Linked DNA regions of Siniperca chuatsi: region 1 is linked to region 2. The links are chromatin contacts, called in public Hi-C maps. All regions are on one chromosome and are shown on one strand. The core of a region is the stretch at or near the end of the contact, and the rest is flanking DNA. Distances in the headings are between cores, read along the strand shown. Region 1 overlaps klf8 (Krueppel-like factor 8). Region 2 holds the start of klf8 (Krueppel-like factor 8).

Evidence for each region. A called contact is a pair of places that touch in the nucleus more often than the background predicts.
Region 1: a contact with region 2 is called in a Hi-C map of liver, with 2.8 times the contacts expected there. The contact joins the enhancer-like site here to the promoter of klf8 in region 2. A contact is called at or near these places in 3 of 3 Hi-C or Micro-C datasets (liver, skeletal muscle and an unstated tissue).

What each region holds. Positions count from the first base shown.
Region 1 is chrLG14:25,091,616-25,098,036 of ASM2008510v1, forward strand. klf8 (Krueppel-like factor 8) reads left to right here. Exons shown (of 7, transcript XM_044223464.1): 5 at 2,658-2,769; 6 at 6,032-6,171. Among protein-coding and RNA genes, the nearest start is that of klf5l, 50 kb to the right of the region's middle. Within about 2 kb of position 4,761, the one cell type or tissue checked has an H3K27ac peak away from gene starts, as active enhancers do. A contact at or near this core is called in liver, where this site is marked.
Region 2 is chrLG14:25,025,698-25,032,398 of ASM2008510v1, forward strand. It overlaps klf8 (Krueppel-like factor 8), which reads left to right and starts at 4,501. Exons shown (of 7, transcript XM_044223464.1): 1 at 4,501-4,682. The coding sequence starts at 4,656. It overlaps rbm41 (RNA-binding protein 41), which reads right to left and starts at 4,932. Exons shown (of 9, transcript XM_044223461.1): 1 at 4,833-4,932; 2 at 4,132-4,254; 3 at 3,410-3,437; 4 at 1,321-1,437; 5 at 1-199. The coding sequence starts at 4,917. It overlaps LOC122888715 (a long non-coding RNA gene), which reads left to right and starts at 2,816. Exons shown (of 3, transcript XR_006380766.1): 1 at 2,816-2,855; 2 at 3,013-3,073; 3 at 3,702-3,947.

The DNA of each region.
Region 1 (6,421 bases), core at 3,511-6,010, 66 kb after region 2:
ACAAGGGAGGCAGTGACTCTCAGAAATGTCTAGAAGAATCTCCAGCACACAAACTGGCCTGAAGATGCTCTCACACTGTTTGATCTCATCAGCATGTGACGTTCAATACATGCCAGGAGTTCTTGTGTCACAGAGTGTTAGAATTTTTATCTTTTACTTTCTCCACTTTGTCTCAAACGGCCTCTTTTACTTTACTTCATTTCCCAGCACGCATTTCAAAAAACTCCAAAGATGGCAATGATGGCTAATTTTACTGTTTGCTGTTGTTTTCTCTTCCAAATACATTTGGCTAACTCAGGGGTTTGTTTATAATATTTCCTGCCCCGTCTGCCTTTTTAATAATGTTGCTGTGTTCCCAGATCTCAGAAATTAACTGGGTGAACTACAATTAAAGGAATGATGGGCAAAACTATGAAAATACGACTCAAGTTTCAATAAACTGGAGGTATCCTTTAAAAGCGGTGTCAGTATCATATTTACCAACCTGGCAGGTCTGTATCCTTTATAACAAAGGAAACCAAACAGATGGGTCAAGAATATCATCAACACACATACAGTAGCTTATAGATACATACAGTTATACATACAGTTAGCGCAGTTACCATTTACTCAGTTTCCTCAGAGGGACCATTCAGGTTTCCCTAAATGTAATGTAATATCATCTAATCTTGTGAGTAGGGCCAGGTGGATTCTGAAGGTTGCTGCATTTCATAGCCCAGGAGTGCTGTACAACAATCTGACACGAGAAACAGATACAAAGAGTGAAGATGTGAGCCAGACAAGAGGAGTGAGTAAGTGAGGGAGAGAGAAGGAGATGCAAACTTTGATATTTTCTGTGTCTTGCCGAACCTGTAAAGTGAAGAAGCAGGAGGCAGCTGACATTCGCTGTTCATGTGCTTTGGTGTTGTGTGGGAGGAAAAGGAGAAGGAGGGCTGGATCGGTAGATGCAGATGGAGGAAGGGGGCGAGACTGGGTGGGTGAGGTGGAGGTGGGGGTTGGGGGGTTGAGTAAGGATGAGGAGGAGAGGGTGCAGGGGTCGAGAGGAGAGGAGAAGGGTCGTTTTGCTTTTGAAAAAGGAAGGCTGTAATGGCGGAGGAGTGGGGGTGGCTTAATTGTCTCCAGATACAAAGAACAGGTCTTTTGGTGTGTGACCCTCTCCATACCAACACACAGACACTCCACCCAAATTCCTTGCGTCACCCTTCCAACTGCCCCAACCCTGCTCACTCTCTCCAGTCTGGGTGGACTTGGAACAGTATGGCTGCCACATTCCTGCAAATAGAGGAGGGGGAGGAGAGGGGCACTAGTAATTTGCACTTTGGTTTTCATTCGTTGCGTTTTTAACTTGCATACATTGTTCTTTGTTTGCGCATGTGGTGTTTTCCGCTTTGTTAAAATTGTTTCTGATGAGCAGCAGCCTAATGAAGTTGTCAAATTGTGAATTTAGGGAAAAAAGAGAGGGAGTGATGGAGGAGCAAGAGACTCTGACTGACACAGGGAGAGAGGGGGAGAGAGAGTGGGGGTAATGTACCAATAGACTAAATAAATCAGTGCTGCTGTCTGATCCGGACACAGATTATCTGACAGAGGAGAACTTTAGAGCTGGCTGAAAATTTTCTGTGGCTTCGTCAGTGACCTCTTTCATATACGTGTAGTCATTTGTTTGTTCGTATAAAACTATTGATTATAGCAGCTTTAAATATCAAATGTGATCTTCTGATCTTGTGTAATCTCACACTGAGACAACAGGTCATGTTTGTTCAAGTGGGCCTGAATTTAAATGTCCAAATACCCAGCCTTCAACAGAAAATATTCTCAGCTACTAAGAATTTAAAAACAAGACCACAACTTAAAGGACTATCCTTCTTGGTGAAAACCCAGAAAGTATTTCTAACAGCTTGCCGAAACTTGAGTACAACCAGCAGAGGCTTCTGATAGCCTCGAGAGATTTGCCTTTTAGTTAATTTAATTTAATTGCTAATTAGCATTGTCTTTGAGTTCTACAGAATATATTTCATTAACATCTGTTCACATTGTTTTCCTCTTGCATTGACGGGAAAGCCCATTGTTGAAATGGGAGAGAAAGAAAGAGAGTGGTTTCACAAGACTTCTTCTGTTAACAGAAAGTGAAGACTAAAACACGTTTAGAATTTTTGTGAAAGATGTAGAAACACACAGAGACGTGCAGAGAAATCCAGCATGGGGTTTGGCCACAAATTTGATCCATCAATTCTGCAGCCTAGCCGACCACACCTAAATACACACACACACACACACACACACACACACACACACACACACACACACAGACACACAGACACACACACAGAGCAAGTCTTTGTCTTGCTAAGTTGCTGGAATCCAGGCATCACTGTTAAGAAGTTATTAACCCCCTACTGTTCTCTTCTGTCTGTTTCCACCCCCTCCTCCACCTCTGCACTTCTCCCTGTTCCTTGCTTCTTCCATTTCCTAATTTCATTCACTGATTTATCTCTTTCTCTGGGCCTCTCATGCTCTCCATCACCCTTCCTCAATCTCTTTCCATCCCACATTCCATCTGTCTAATTTTCAATTTTCTTCTCTTTCTGTTGGTACCACTGTTTCCCTCTTTCTATCCATCCTCCTATTGTCATTCCCCCACCCTGTCCTCTCTGCAGTTCGTATTAAGCCGGGTTCAACTTCTCCGGTGGAGTATCAGAGTGACAGTGATGCAGAGAGCGGTACAGAGTCTGGATCGGCCTCCCTCAGTGCCCAGAGCCTCGACGCCGGGTGAGTTTAGCCACAGATGGACATGACAAACAGACTACATTTAGGCACACTTTGCATATCAAATTTTTCCCACACCTGTGTGAGTTTATGCATAATAATTAAATATCCAGACATGAAAATGGGACACACTGAAACACATTTGCAGAAATGGATCAGAAAAGCTACATTTCTTCAAGCTAAGTTTCTTCACAACTTCGCCCATCTTTTGTGGTAAAATGTATCTCAGCCAATCAGATCCGGGGATCTGTGTGATGGTCCTCCTCAGGGTTATAGTGGGTGTCGAGCAGGGACGAGTTAAAGGTACACTGCGTTTTTGACCACTAGTGGCGCAATGATTTGATGAGCAGGTCTCTGTTTTGTTTGGATCTTGTTCTCTACCAGCATGTGCATTAGCATGCGGGTGATGCAGTCCACATCGCTGTAACTGTAAAGCATGGAAATGCAAATGTATAGCGGGTTGTAGACCCACACTAATCTGAATAACTCTGAATTCTGTTTTGAAGACTTGTGAATTTCCAGGGCAGTAGCTTAAGTTTGAACATGTGACAAACTACCCTTGTCTCCATGCTGACTTTACTTTTTTATATGTTTTGACTTCAGAGTATTCAGTTGATCAGTCCAGTTTATATCAGTGATACAAATAAGGCAAATCTCTTATATTAGATTGGAAGGTATTTTAACTCTTGAAACATTTCTGCTTAGGCCAAAGTCTGTATCTACTAAATAACAGACAACAGCTGTATCCCTCAGTTTTATGCAGCACACACTGGCAGCGGGTGGCAGAAATGCTTTGTTAACAGTACCAGTATATCATTAAAAGAACAGAAGAAGACTGCTAGTTGTTATAATTATAATAGTTTTGTTTACGTTACGTGTTTACGAGACAAGGTATGCATTCAACATGTTTGTAAGACCTTAAAGGAGTAGTTCAGCATTTTGGGAAATACGCTTAATTGCTGTCATTCCAAGAATGAGATAAGATTTTTTTAATCACCTCTAAAGTTGACTAATAAACATGATAACTTTGACCCGTACACAAACTTTCTTTAAGCAAAACAGTTTATCCGTCCGCCCAGCACTTGTGTGCAGCATCTCAAGCAGGGGTTGCCAGATATGTCCTGGCTACCTCACTGTGATGATAAAACTTCAGGATGCTGTGTACAGTCACTCCGCTCGGCTGTTTCTTTGCCAAAAGGCAAAACTTGCTAAACAGAGGTTTAGAGGTTTGGTAGGTGTATTTTGGACAGAGCCAGGCTAGCTGCTTCCCCCTGTTTCCAGTCTGCATGCTAAGCTAAGCTAACTGCATCCTGACTGCCATGAACCACGCGTGATGTAACCTCAGTGTAAAGTATGATACGAGTCGGCAGGTCCAGCGAGAGAGACACTAATGCGCAGCAGGGTTTCTGGGAAATACGGTCTTTGTGTGGATCACCTCCCTCCCCTGCAGCCTCCTGACTAATTACATTACTGCAGCGCTGCCATGACTGGACACTTATGTAACCTTATATAACCCTCTGTACAGCAGGACACACTGGAGACGCCCTGGCTATATCACAGGAAGACAAGTGTGTGCACGTATGTCTGTGTGTGTGTGTGCATGCTCAGTACACACTTGACTGAGGACATTTGGTCCTCTCAAGGCAAGTGTGGCCATTTGAAAGGTTGTTGTAAGGTTGCAGAGTGAAGGTTAGTGTGCCAGTGAAGTCTCTTTTATGTACAGTAATATTTGTGTTTGTGTGAACGTGTCTGTCCAGTGTGTTTATTAGTAAATCACGACAGAGCTCCTGCCACACCCAGTGGGTGAGGCCGCCTGACTGTAACTGAAATTCCGGGTGTGGATGTCGACGGTTAATTTAGTGCTGTAATCTGGTGTGTGTGTGTGTGGCACACAGAAAGAGAAAGAGACTTTAATTTAAACAAAGTGAACAAGTGTGTTTGTGGGCATTTGTTTTTTTTGTAAGACGCAGTGTGTGTGTGTGTGTGTGTGTGTGTGTGTGTGTGTGTGTGTGTGTGTGTGTTTTGCTGGGCAGGGCTGTCCCAGACCTGGGGTGTAAACATCGTTTCGTAATTCAGTTTGCCGTCACACCTTGTAAAATGGTTAGGGAGACACAGAGAGGCTTCTTTTTTTTCCAAATCAACTTTATTTACATCATGCTTATCAATGAATATCAAAAAAATCTGAATTAAATCAGAATATCACAGCACAGACAGCTTGAACGAGAATGAAATGGAGAGAAAAGACTGGATGGGTTTAGTTTGTCAGATTATCAGAAGATATGAAGGAATAAACGAGAGAGAAAGATACAGTAATGCTGAAGTGGAAGCTGTTGTGCAGCTGTGTTGACCACAGTGTGACTCTCTGACGCCCCCTGGTGGCCCCAATATAACTTAAAAATGAACCTGAACCTGATGAACCCCTGAGAGATGGGTTGCTCTATTGTGCAAATGAAGCACGTCACATGAATGTAGTTCTACAGGTTATAAAAGGAAAAACTGGTTTGGATTTGATTAAGTCAAGGCCATATTAACGTAGTATGGAGTACAATGACACACAATGATGGCCCACGGCAGGAAAGAAGTGCAATGTATTAATTCATTGAACAAAGGTTAAAACATTTTCATATTAGTTAAATGTTAATGAACAAAATTAACTTAAGCTTAGATTGACAGTTTAAACATTAATTTGCAAACACGTTTTCCTATTTTTTCACTACACTTACACTGTTGCTAGAGCCAGCCGATAACAATATCAACATTTGAGACTTAAATAAATACGAAAACAATACTGGCCGATAAACACATAACATGAATAAACGTTTTAGATGAGCATCCCTTAAATTTGGTTTGTAACTCGTGACCAACATATATACTGAGCTGGACACATGAAGAAATGAGAAATAAACATGTCAGTGCTCACTGTTCTCACATTCAAACAAAATGTGGTACTCATCTTCCAGTTACATGTTTATGACCAAAGACACTATTTCTTTTTGTGCAAGAAATATTTACAATTTAAACTTCTGTTAAAATTGGATGTACAGCTTGCCATACAACTTCGGTATATAACTTGTTAGTTACACATTGGTCAGGCCTCTTATTTTGAATAGTGCTTGATGTAAACTCAACATGATGGATGTTAAAATATTAAGATGGACTGTCCAAAGGTCAAAGGATGTTTTTTGGAAACAGGGCAATCTCCCAGAAAGTTAGTGTTCTCTTTAAGTGTCTTGATCGGCATCACTCACTCCTTTTCCTTTCTCAGGTCGGTAATGGACTTAGAGCCCGTCGATCCAGATTCGCCAGACATCAAGAGGAGGCGGATCCACATGTGTGACTATGAAGGCTGTAAAAAAGTTTACACCAAGAGTTCTCACCTCAAAGCCCACAGAAGGATACACACAGGTGAGACCTGAGCAAAACAAACGCCAACAACACAACAAAATCTAAACTGGGATTTGATTTTTTTAAAGTTAATAAACCATCACATTTTTCTGAGCATTTTGTGTAGCAAAAACCACTGGCCAAATGCTTCTGTATAGTAATATATCTTCATATGGTCACCATTTTCCACTAACATTCAATAATCATAGAGTGAAAAAAAAATTTGTAGAAGAGGCAGAGACCAATTTTATTGAGCTAAGTTGGGAATTCT
Region 2 (6,701 bases), core at 3,251-5,750:
CTCTGCTGCCTCCGGTGCGTCTCTGCTCTGCCACAGCTGGATCTCAGTGTCCGTTAGGCCCAGCTCCCGCAAGCTGGCCAGCTCCTTCTCCCCGTCCTGCAGGGCCTGGAACTGGGAGAGGCTTCGCACTCCAGCTGCCTGATCCCCAAACGGCCGGTAGAGCGCCGACGGGGCGAAGCACTGCCTCTTGGCTACACATCTGTAGGACAGAATATATTTTAAAATGAGATCAAGACTAAGACTTTTTGTGTATATGGTGTGTACATCATGCAGGATTCACTCATAGCTCTACCAAAAGCAGCTGCAAGGTCACATGACCTAAATGCTGTTTCTGATTTTTTACAATAAGAATTTACTGATAAAAAAAAAAGATAGCAGAGTAAGAATATGTAGCCCTGAGGGTTGTGTATAAAAACTCCTCCAGGCTGCTCTGTGGGACCCTGTGAAGGCAACATAACAGAGCTTTATTTTTTTTATATAGCACAGAGCACGCTGGTGGGAATAAAGCTGCAGACACTGTTTTCTTTTCCCACTGAGCTCCACAGGAACACACAGGCAGGTTTTATTTTTGAGAGGCTAACCATAATTTGCATTTGAATGAAACTTTGGACAAATATTTTTAATCTAATCCTAAACTCTCTGTGTTTATAAATCAAACTGAACTTCACACAGATTCATGTGTTGTGCGAGGAATGACGAGAATTTGATGAATCAATTCAATAGATGAACTACTCTACAACACTATACTACAGAACAGTTATACAGTTAAAAGGTGTTAAAATGTCTGTGGTAAATGAGTGGCTATAAGTACCTGTCATCAGGTATGATCTCCTAAACTGAGCTGAATTAAAAGACAAATTATTTAATTTCAGTACTTATTAACACTAATGTCAGAATATCAAGCTAAAAAGGCTTAAAGGACTTTTACTAGTTGTAAGGTAACATAATGTCTTATAGTAGCTAGAAGTTTATGCTACTGTCAAGATCTGTTATCAGAGTGTTTCTCTGAAACTTTCACATTTCTTTGCAGAATGTATTGCAATATTGGTGCTATTGTACTGATAACATTAGGCAAGGGATTAGGCACATTTTTGTATCTACAACTTGTCCCAACCCCAGCACTGTAAGGACAATCTAGTTGGCTGGATGTACAAAGAATGTGGCCATAGGACATAATATAATGCCAAATTGTGCTGGACTGTAAATCCATATGGAGACAAAATGTCTGTGGAGGTTTGGATTTAACTTTCTCCACACATTATAATGTCATATTCTAATGGCAAACTCATCTTCTGGACATACAAACAGACAGTTTCTGACCGGTCAATGTCAACGTCAGTGTGGAGCTGCTGCAGCAGGAGGCTGTGCAGCTGCCGCTGGCCCTCCGTCTCCTGCTCCTCCAGCAGCGGGCCGTCCTCACATGATCGCCGGCTCACTCTGACACAACACAGAGACATCAGTTCAGACACTCAGTGGATGCTTATACAAGAGCAGGAAAAGGACACATCCACTATCATCAACAAAGTGTTACTTTCAGGTGACAGTATTCTGCTATTTGGTGGACACTATTTAAAAGTGTCTTACAGTACCACACCTAAATTGTTAACTCACGAAAATATAACACGAGACAAAGGATTTTTGTAGAAGTGAATACCAGTTACGCGGGAAGTTGAATACATAACTTTTGTCTAGGGATGGACGACAAAACCAGGGCTGCAACTAACAATTATTTTCATTATTGATTAATCTGCAGATTATCTTCTTGATAAATCGACTGATTGTTTGGCTTATAAAATGCCCGAAAATAGTGAAGAATGCCCATCCCAATTTTACAAAGCCCCACGTGCAGTCTTCAGATTGATTGTTTCCCCTTTGAGCGACTAATAGTTGAATCGATTACTTGTTTATATACGATATATAACGTGAGGATAGAAATGTGTCAAAGATTTTTCGACACTGTTTATACTGAGCTAGGGATCCCTTTAATATCATTGGGTGTATTAGGCCATTGCAGGCAATGTTTCAAATCAATAAGCAGAGTTGCGTTATAGCAACATTGAATTTACAGGATTTTTGCATCAATGTGATTAAGTACTTTAATTTGTCAGATATTTAATTCTGTCAAAAGCATACCATTTTTTATTCTGACACATTTTGACTGTTCAGTAATGGAATATTTTATCCATAGCGCCCACCACTACTTTAGTCTGAAGAGAAACAAGAAAATGTGTAAAATAAAAGATGTACAGTGGAAATACATTCAACTAAGTTACATGTGTTTTTCCAGGTACTCTGATATTGACAAAAATCACAGTACTGTAACATTACCTCAGTTCCTCAGTGGAGGTTTACAAACCACCTTAAAATCAAAACCACATATTTTTCCTCGTACCTGTAGTGCTATCTATCCATCTAGATTGTTTTGGTTGTTTTAGTTGCAGAGTTTTGGAGATATCAGCCATAGAGATGTCTGCCTTTTTTTGAATATAATGGGACTATATGGCACTCGGCTTGTGGTGCTTTAAGCGTCAAAAAATACATTTGAAAAACTCAAAAAAACCCTCAAGATAATCCACAGATTAGCTGTGAGCAGTTTCATGTGGGAACTCTTTTCTTTCTACAGACAGTTCCTACAAGAAACTGCTCACAACAAGGTCTGTGGATTATCTTGAGTAACCGGGAAAGAGACATTGCTGTTAAGTTTTTCAAATGTATTTTTTTTGTGCTTCGAGCACCACAAGCCGAGTGCCATCTAGTCCCATTATATTAAAAAAAGACAGACATCTTTACGGCCGACATCTCCAAAACTCGGCAACTCGCACCAAAACAATCTAGATGGGTAAATAGCACTACAGGTACGAGGAAAAATATGTATTTTTGATTTTGGGGTGAACTGTCCCCTTAACTGGCTTTTGAAAAAGAGGAGAGATGACTAATGTATTTCTGTTTCTAACGTTAACTTCTTTGTTTTATTTCAACTCTCTGGAAATTCCTTTATTTAATAATTAACAGGCCAGTCCATGTGATAAATTGAGACCACCCGAGGCACCCTTGACGAGGATAGCTGCCAGAGGTGAGACAGACTGTCTATGCTAAGCTATGACTCCGTTAATAAAAATGTAAATATCCAGTTTAACGTAATTTGGAATGAAATCGTGAATAACAAAACATATACGGCAGCCACAGAGTAGCTAACGCTAGCTTAGTTGGCTGCAGCTATCTCCATGACAACAGCGGTGCCTTAAGTAGATCGAATGATCGACGTAAAAGGTACGTTTCAGCATTAAACTGTTATTTTCGGGCAACACTAGTGTCAAATCAGTTCGAAAACCGAATCCGTTTGATTAAAAGAGCACAATTCTTATAAAACAAATGGTATATGACACTTATAACTCAAAGTTTTGTTTACCTTCGCATGCTTCCGCCTTGTGCTTCCACTTCCGGCGTGAGGAATCATGGGAAATGTAGTAGAATCCCCACATGAATAATAATGAAATATAAACTATGTTTCATGGTTACACTTGGGGACAATAATGCCAGAACTTAGATTTGGGGCATTTTGGGCTGAAAATAGAGCCACGCGTCTTGTATTTAGTGCAGAAATGTTAACAACTGAGAGAAAAAGCCTATATGGTAACCAGATTGTGTGTGTGTGTGTGTGTGTGTGTGTGTGTGTGTGTGTGTGTGTGTTTTCTTTTTAGCTGTTTGGCTGTATGCTGTTCTCTCTATGGAAATCCACACCAGACCTAACATGTTGCATGCATTTTTTTTCTGTTATGAAATAAGAAAAGCACATACAACCCCGTGTGTGCCACACCCTGCTTCATTAGAAAGGGTGTGGTTGGAACGCCATGCCTATCATCAGACTTGGCTGCCTTCCTTCATCTATCTGAGCTTTTATCAAACGTAAGGCTGCAAAGCCATACTGAATATATACTATGAACAGCTCTCACCCTCCCCACCCAGCTGAAGTGTCCTCAATTAGCCTGCTGGCTGACGTCAGTAAGGTGACATGGTGCTTCTCTTCACCATTGCTTGGCAATAAGCAGCCGCTGCTGCAGCATGGCATTAACAGATGGGGATACATGGATGCGAGCAGAGCCGTGCTGGTTGCATGCAATTGAAATTCACCATGCATTAGCGCGCAGTTCTGCTGCAGATGCTCTCCTCCTGCCCGCCTGCCTGCCCGCCTGCCTGCAGCCGGTGTCGGATCGCCGGTAGCTCGGCTCCTCTGCAGGGCTGCGCAGCTCATGACTGACAGAGAGATGAGGGGTGGGGACGCAGGGTGGGGTCACAAGCAGGGAGAGGCGGAGGAGGAAAAGGCAGAGAGAGAGAGCCCAGCCCTTGAATACACGGCAACAACACGCCGTCAGAGAGAGGGAGAGACACAGAGAGACTGGCAGTATTTGGGGGGAGCAAAGGGAGCCTTCGACGCTGCGGATATGAACTGAAAAGAAACACTGGAAGAGGCAGGGATCGTGTTCCTATATCCCGAACATTTACTGTAAAGGTGGAAAACTAGCCCCCCCAAAACCCTCCTCTCTCCCTGACAGTTGTTATTCAGATAGAGCTAACGTTACACCCAAAGCCCCGACCGACCCCCTCCTGCTCCTGCTGCTCCACCCCTCCGCCGCTGCACCGCTCCTGCAACCGAGATGCACACGGAGACCCGTAATAAGAAAGTAAGTGCACGTTATTGACTTTGCCCTGGTCAATGAAAAAAAACAAACAGAAGGAACATCTATCTGTGTGGATGCTCTGCCTGTACACAAGCAGAGCTGACATTGTCAGCTCAACATGTGCCAAATATAAATGTCAGTGAGTATATATACCTGTAACAGTCAATTGCAAGTGTATCCTTGCAGGCAGGCAGTTTATTTTGCAATTAGTGGAAGAATTTTGTAACAGCGACCTCATTGCATTGCTGAGAGCACGGTCATTTCCACGGTTAATACGGAAACCTCTGTCTCCTCTGTCTCTGGCTTTCTCTCTCTCTGTGCGAGGTTCGTTCAGGTTCAATTTTAAATGCTCTGTGATCTCTGAGAGGCAGGAAGGAAACGGAAGGCAGAAGCTGCAGCTTGTAGGACACCATCTTAGCTTTTAAAGGGCCAGCAGCCTCATCTGAAACGCACAAACGCACAACCCTGGGAAGCAGCCAGGTGCACCGCTTCCAGCTACACTCTGCATGGGCCCTGCTGCCGACTTGCGCCTTTAAATGAGTCTAGCTTCAACAGAGTATGTTTGTGTGTCAGTCAGGCTGGCAGTATACTCTAAAGTAAATTAAATCTGGCCGGTGATCACAATGTTATGGTACACAAAGCTTAAAGCAAACACCAGTATCCTCACTGCAGCTCCAGATCTGTTGGTTTGATGGATTGCAGGGAAGATGATGGAGACAAGTTACAGTTTGGTACACAACAACAAGTTCCTCATACAGAAGTGGACTTTGACCTGCAAATTTTCATGGCCAACCGATAGTGACAATTGATGTGTCTTGTGTTTGAACAAGGATTGCTTGTTTGATGGATTTTAGTTGTGTGCAGTAAACACTAGCAGTGATATCATGAAGTATCACTCTTGCTCTGCTGTTTTTTTAAATTTTATTTTTTGTACTTAATTTTTGCTCCGTTCAATGTTTTGTAATTACCAGCATTGGAGCATTGGTGACATCACATCTTGTTTCAGTGTGGAGTGCGGGCAAGACAGGTCTGACCTAATCTTCAACACACTGTTATTATCATTATCCATTAGTCTGACGATTATTTTTTGTTGATTAATAAATTAATTGTTAATATAAAATGTCAGGAAAAAACGCCCACCAAATTTTCTGAGAGCCCAAGGCGATGTCTTCAAATTGCTTGTTTTGTCCAACCAACAGCACAAACCCTAAAGATATTCAATTTAAAATAAAAAACAAAATGAGAAAAGTAATCCTTAATCCAAATTCTTACATTTTAGAAGCTGGAACCTGAGAATATTTAGTATGTGTGCTTTATAAATAATGTTTTAACGATTACTCAATTATGAAAATAGCTGGCGATTGATTTTCTCTAGATCGACAAATTGATCAATTGACAATTGTTTCAGCCTTACACTCCACTGAAGTATACTTAAAGTGCGCAGCCTGCAACCAGTTGTGTGACACTGTTGAATAGTTGATGGTGCATTAGGAAGTCGTAAAGGAGGCGGTGGAAAAATTGCAAGACATTTGTCTAGCCGGATCATAAATAATCGTTTTGATAACTTACCATAATAATTTAATAGATATACTATACAGATACCTAGCACTTTCTTGTACCAACCCTGTATTTCACACCTATGAGCAACACTTTTCCTTATCCAGTTTCCTTGAGTACCTCAAATGTACACGTGTAAAGTTAACGAGTGTTGTGTCATGTCGGCTGTTAGAAATGTATTTGCTGGATGGTCAGCAGACTTTAAAGTGGAAATGATAGCTAACATTGTCAAGCTAACAGGGACTAAGACAGCTAAGGGGAAGTGTACTTATACAAACATTTCTCAGAGGTAGAGCTGCTATGGAAGTTGAAATAATCTCATTAGTGTTGTGAAACCAAAAAGAGCCAAAGTTAGCTAACTGGCAAACACGACTAACAAAAACTAAGGTCAGAACATGACTAAAAACATAAAAGGAAAGGATATTTCATCAATTCAAAATGTTAGCAGGCAAGTTATCTTTTGTG